2 separate regions of the Mus musculus genome follow, and region 2 is linked to region 1. The links are chromatin contacts, called in public Hi-C maps. All regions are on one chromosome and are shown on one strand. The core of a region is the stretch at or near the end of the contact, and the rest is flanking DNA. Distances in the headings are between cores, read along the strand shown. Region 1 has its middle 26 kb from the start of Gm24039. Region 2 has its middle 130 kb from the start of Gm41463.

Region 1 (2,736 bases), core at 102-2,601:
TTGGTTCACAAAAGGTTGTCTAGGAAGTGTGGACTTCCCTCGTGTACTAAGGAAATACTAATAGCTCATTTTTCACAGTGGTATGATTTATTTGCTCCACTTACATTTGGTAGCATTGTCTTGCCCCAGGCTTATTGCTAAATAATACAGAAGCTAGAAGGAAATAGAATAAGCCAGTTGAGAATGTGAACCATGTGGGGAGGTCAAGACACACTCCCACATGCCCACACAACACATGACTTTGTGGTTTCTTCTATCGCTGTGAACGAGACTGCCACTTCTATCACCATCATTAATTAAAACGAACATTCTTAAAGCTTGTACACCATCCATTCATTGTAGGGCTAAGCAGGATTATTCCAGGCTTCAGCCCAAGTTCTCGAAAAGCCTAGCTGATTAAAAGGCATTAACATCTGTGTTTTGCCAGCACTGATTATACTGATTGCTGGCAAGTGTTTTCTGCTCAGACCCAACAAGGGAGCTACAGAAAATCTCAGTGAGCAGGACGCTTACTCAGACCGAACACCACTGACTGAATTATCTGCTCCCTCCTTGGCAAGGGACTAAGACTAACTTAGTGTCTTCCAGGCACTTTGCAGAGCGGGTACCTTGTGGCTGATCAGCTGACAAGCATTTAGATGGCATCTAAGATTGAACAGTGGAGGCTGCAAAGCCTTAGGAGACTGGTGATCAATCCTAAGTAATCCAAAGACTTAAAACATGCAGCTCTTACCTTTTACCCCCTGACTTTTTCCATGGACTCATTTTGTGTAAGTGCTGCTAATGAAAAGGGAAAGAAAGAGGAATTCAATTAAGTCAAATCTGGCGTGACAGAAGAGAGAGGCTCTGGGATCATCCACAGAAATTCATTGCCTATCAACATTTCTGCATCTTTCTTCAGTGGAATTAATCAGGAAAGGTTAGCTGAGGTTTGAATCCTTCTAAGCCTGAAGATCCCTTGCAAAACAGCACCTCTGAACAGAGGGCTAGCAGAATGGAATGCATTTGTTAGGGATCCAACACAGCAGCCTGGAAGCCCCCTGTTGCCTGTGATAAGAATAAATCAGCTGAGAGTCCTTTGTGTTTTTAAAACAAAGCAAACCCAGAAGCAGTGACTTGCAAGTTTGCAGCAGGCTTATCTAGCTCACTTCAGGAGTGCTTGCTTGTGCCCACTCTGGATGTTTTCTTTTCACAAACAGAAAGTTGAATCAACAACTTTCTTGGCACTCTGGTCTCGGTAGGTAAAAGGGTCTGTGAAATGTGGAATGAAATTCTCAGGTTTTGAAAGTGATACTGCAAGGTTAGGAAAATAAACGACTTGATGATTGTTTTGCTAGCTAACTTAAACTCTGTTCTGCGTCACAACACCGGACTTCATTGCAAGAAAACAGACAGCAAAGGGGAGCAGGGTATACTCAGACCTGAGTGCTGCTTTGGGGGGATAAAATTGACCTACACCTGTGTTTACCCCTACTGGGCACTACTATCATTAATATCACAAATTAGGTAGTTTGCTAATTCTTTTGCATATTTTTTCTCCTGTCTTCATGAGATTTCCAGTAATCCTTCAATGTAGATGGAACAGAAACTAAGACATGCTAAGTATCACAGTATTTTTTAAGACCACTACCCTCCCCATCATCCTCTCCACGAGTGGTCACTTAGCATTTGAAAAATCCCTGTCTCTGCTCAAGGTCTAATGTGGATCATCTCTTTTAATCCTCACTACCACCCTATGCAACTGATCTTGTTTCTGTTTTACAAATGAGAGAACATGGTTGATTGGAGACTAGAATCACACAGTTGTGAGTCCAAGTCTAGAGTTCTTTCCATATTGTTTTAATAATAGAGTTAACAAAGAACAAAGGGAGTGCTAAAGTTTCCAATTCATTTCATATCAGCTTCCTCTAGACCAAAATAAGGCTAGACAGAGACCATGAAAAGAAAGCTCCATTTGCAGCCCCTTCCTAGAATAAAGCAAACATGCAATAGGCTAAAATATTTGCAAATCTTTTGGCACTTTGCAAACTGCACTGGGGCTGTCGTCTCTCTAGGCTTGAAGCTTAATGTAAACATCTTCCAAACCTGCTACTGATCAGAAAATGTCATTTTCTAAAATGCTTTGTCATAAAGTCTGCCAATGTCAGATAGACTTCCATGCCAGATAAGACTCTTGGTTTCCAAACTACCCTGGTTATAACCCAGTAGGTCTTTGTCTATGGCAAGTCTTTAATGAGTGCTTACTGAAAGAATACAGTAAAGGAAAATGGAGATGGCAAAGGCACTGTTTTTTTCCTGCCATTTTGAAATATGTCATGCTCTAAATGCCAAGACAGACACAAAGGATCACATGTTTAATAACTGTTACAATAGACATTCTTTTCTTAGGTCTTGAAGATGAAAATTCCCTGGGAAGAAAATGGCATGTAGGAAGCCCATAGGAACATCACTAATCTGATAAAAAAGGTGTTATAAGAAGTCATGGACATTCAGCTTGGGAGAAATCCATGCCCTCCCTGAGATGACTAAGATTTGTATCATCAGTTCACAGAGCGGAGGTTTTAGAGGAAGCAGGCAGTTGCACAGGAAGTTCATCATTAAAACTATCCCCTCACGAGGCTGAAAGTCTCTACACTTACAGGAAACTAGCTGTTATTCTAGGAGAAGCATAAAACAAAACCCACCAGGGGTATCTCAGCCAATTGTGGCCCTGGTTTCCTCTGTATCAGGGGAGTT
Region 2 (2,736 bases), core at 86-2,585, 160 kb before region 1:
ATCATGTCCTCCACATTACTTAATTTGATATACTCTGTGGAGGTATCTGTTCCAATTCATTCCTTGTTCTTGCTGGGGAGATCTCATACATACTAGATAAGCTAGGAAATTGCTAAGATAAGAAAGCAATCACTAGTTTAAAAAAAAAAGAAGATGAGTAATCATATTTCTAAATTAGAAGAATATATGAAAATAATATAATTGATCTGGTTCACAGAGAATAAAGTGGTTGCTTTTGGTAGCGTGTAAAGCAGAGATAAAAACCTATCCGAGGTTCATCTGACTAAATCCTGTGCATTCTTAGTCTGTTATTTGCTTTCTATAATTCCAGAAAGTTCATACTAAGTACATTCCAGGTTAACAAGCCTTTCCTCGCAGTTTTATAGTTTCCAATTATATTCAGCAAAGAAAATGTTATTTTACAAACAACAACAACAGCAATGACAACAGCAACAAGAACAGTCCTGGTAGCTTCATTTAACCCTGCAAAGTATCAGGAGTGATTGGCAACTGGAATAAAAGAAAAAGAAAGAAACATAGATTAAATTTTGTGGTAATAGTCATTCACAAAAGGGAAAAAAATGGGTTCGATATGAGAACTGGAATCTGACCAACACAATGACCACCCAGGAGATCAAGAGACTATTTGTGGTGTCTAGGAACTCAGGAATTATATTCTCTACATTTTTCTCACATCATCATTATTTATACCACGAATATATGGCATTTCTAAAGAATGATCTGTTATTTAGAATACCATATTCAAACAGGGTTTTCAACACTGATTGAACAGAATAAACTGGGAGCTCGGTAAAGTAAGTATATAGTGAGAAAAAAATAGGTTTCCAAAAATTAAAAGGAAAAAATCATACTTTAATTAAATTTTGTATATTCAGAAATTGTATCTTTATCTTTGTGGATGTTTCTACATGATGTGTGGCAGAATGCCTTTTCTCCTATATGGTATTTTCAGTCCTTCCCCTAACAGTGCTGAGTACTGTGAATGAGATTTTGAGGAAGAGGCAACCAGAAGAAGTCCTGCTGCTTAGTGTTGCAACTGAAGCAGCAAGGGACTGAGGCCTTGTGTTGTTCCTTCCCTTCAGTGTGATTGGATATCAACTAGAAGTTTCTAAGATAAGTCTGATATCATCTGAACCTGGTATTTTGGAGCCATCAGAAGACTAAAGATGAAGCTTCTTAATACAAATATATAAAGATATTTAAAAAAACAAAGGCATGGATAACAGGAAACAGAAAATTAACTAATAGAATGATTGAGCCAGGCAGTGACTAAGGAGAAAAAATAACCACCTGCAAATGTGGAGTAAGAAGAAAGGGCTCTAACCAAAAGAGCAGAACTAGTAGAAACAGGATTAAATGGAGCAAAGGAAAATGTAGAAAGCACATTAGTGGGGGGAAATGACCACATAATGAGATCTGTCAGTCTGTGGAAAGTCATGGAGGGAAGTGGTAGAAACCCCATCACTTGATTCATTTTTAGCTAAGCTGGAAAAATTGCTCCATTAAAATAAGCTGCCCTGCTGTGGAAGAGGGGAAGCAGGATGGTGAACCCTGGGTCTTTTCATCCTTCAGTTATGAAGAAGAACTGAAAGTTAAACAAGGGGACAACCCTGTGGTGCCATTGCAGAGTCCACAGATAGCTGTGATGAGTGAAACGTACAAATGAGAGAGAAAACCCGCTAAGTCGCCAAAATGTCATTAAATCAGCAAAGCTAAAGAGAAAATGACTTTTAAAAGAGTTAGGTGTTATTAAGGTTTTTTTTTAATTCACAATAAATTTTCAAACTTACCTTAACCTTCCTTGTAAATGTTGGTGCACTTTTATGACTACCCGAGTTAGACAAACAAAAGTGTGTCTTGGCACTTGGCTCCTTGGTTCCTTCGAAACAAGCCTCTGGGCCTCCAAGGGACCAGAATGTTGCCATATGGCTCCCAGAAATACTGGGTGATAAGTTAGTCTGAATACAGATAATATACACTCATTAAGTATGACATAAAATGTTAATCATGCAAAGTGCATTGTCAGAGAATACCAAGATGACAAAAGTATCTTGGAAAAACCAAACTGGGAGAAACATATGGCCTTTGAGAATCTAAGTATCATGTCATCTTTCTTTGGAGTAGTTCACCCCTTCTGACTCTTAGAATCTTTCTGCCTCCTCTTCTGCATAGATCCATGAACCTGGAGGGAAAAACTTCCACAAAGACCTCGCAATTGTTTTCCAGCCTTTCACTCTGAGGTAGTGTCTGTCTTTTTCCCTGGGATGGGTTTCCTGTAAGCAGCAAAATATTGGATCCTGTCTGTCTATGTAGTCACTCTGTTAGTCTATGTCTTTTTATTGGGGGAATTGAGTCCATTGATATTAAGAGATATTATGGATCACATGGCCCCCAATGAAGGAGCTTGAGAAAGTACCAAAGAAGCTAAAGGGATCTGCAACCCTATAGGTGGAACAACATTATGAACTAACCAGTACCCCGGAGCTCTTGACTCTAGCTGCATATGCATCAAAAGATGGCCTAGTCGGCCATCACTGGAAAGAGAGGCCCATTGGACACGCAAACTTTATATGCCCCAGTACAGGGGAACGCCAGGGCCATAAAAGGGGAGTGGGTGGGTAGGGGAGAGGGGGTGGGTGGCTATGGGGGACTTTTGGTATAGCATTGCAAATGTAAATGAGCGAAATACCTAATAAAAAATGGAAAAAAAAAAGA

What was found. A called contact is a pair of places that touch in the nucleus more often than the background predicts.
Region 2: a contact with region 1 is called in a Hi-C map of the HPC-7 cell line, with 1.8 times the contacts expected there. The contact joins two enhancer-like sites. A contact is called at or near these places in 2 of 484 Hi-C or Micro-C datasets (the HPC-7 cell line and liver), 1 of 115 datasets of contacts at active chromatin or transcription factors (the HPC-7 cell line) and 1 of 9 other capture datasets (embryonic stem cells).

Annotation. Positions count from the first base shown.
Region 1 is chr16:57,856,681-57,859,416 of GRCm38.p6, reverse strand. No RefSeq gene overlaps it. Among named protein-coding and RNA genes, the nearest start is that of Gm24039, 26 kb to the left of the region's middle. Within about 2 kb of position 1,351, at least 67 of the 459 cell types and tissues checked have an H3K27ac peak or open chromatin away from gene starts, as enhancers often do. A contact at or near this core is called in the HPC-7 cell line, where this site is marked.
Region 2 is chr16:58,015,825-58,018,560 of GRCm38.p6, reverse strand. No RefSeq gene overlaps it. Among named protein-coding and RNA genes, the nearest start is that of Gm41463, 130 kb to the left of the region's middle. Within about 2 kb of position 1,335, at least 6 of the 459 cell types and tissues checked have an H3K27ac peak or open chromatin away from gene starts, as enhancers often do. A contact at or near this core is called in the HPC-7 cell line, where this site is marked.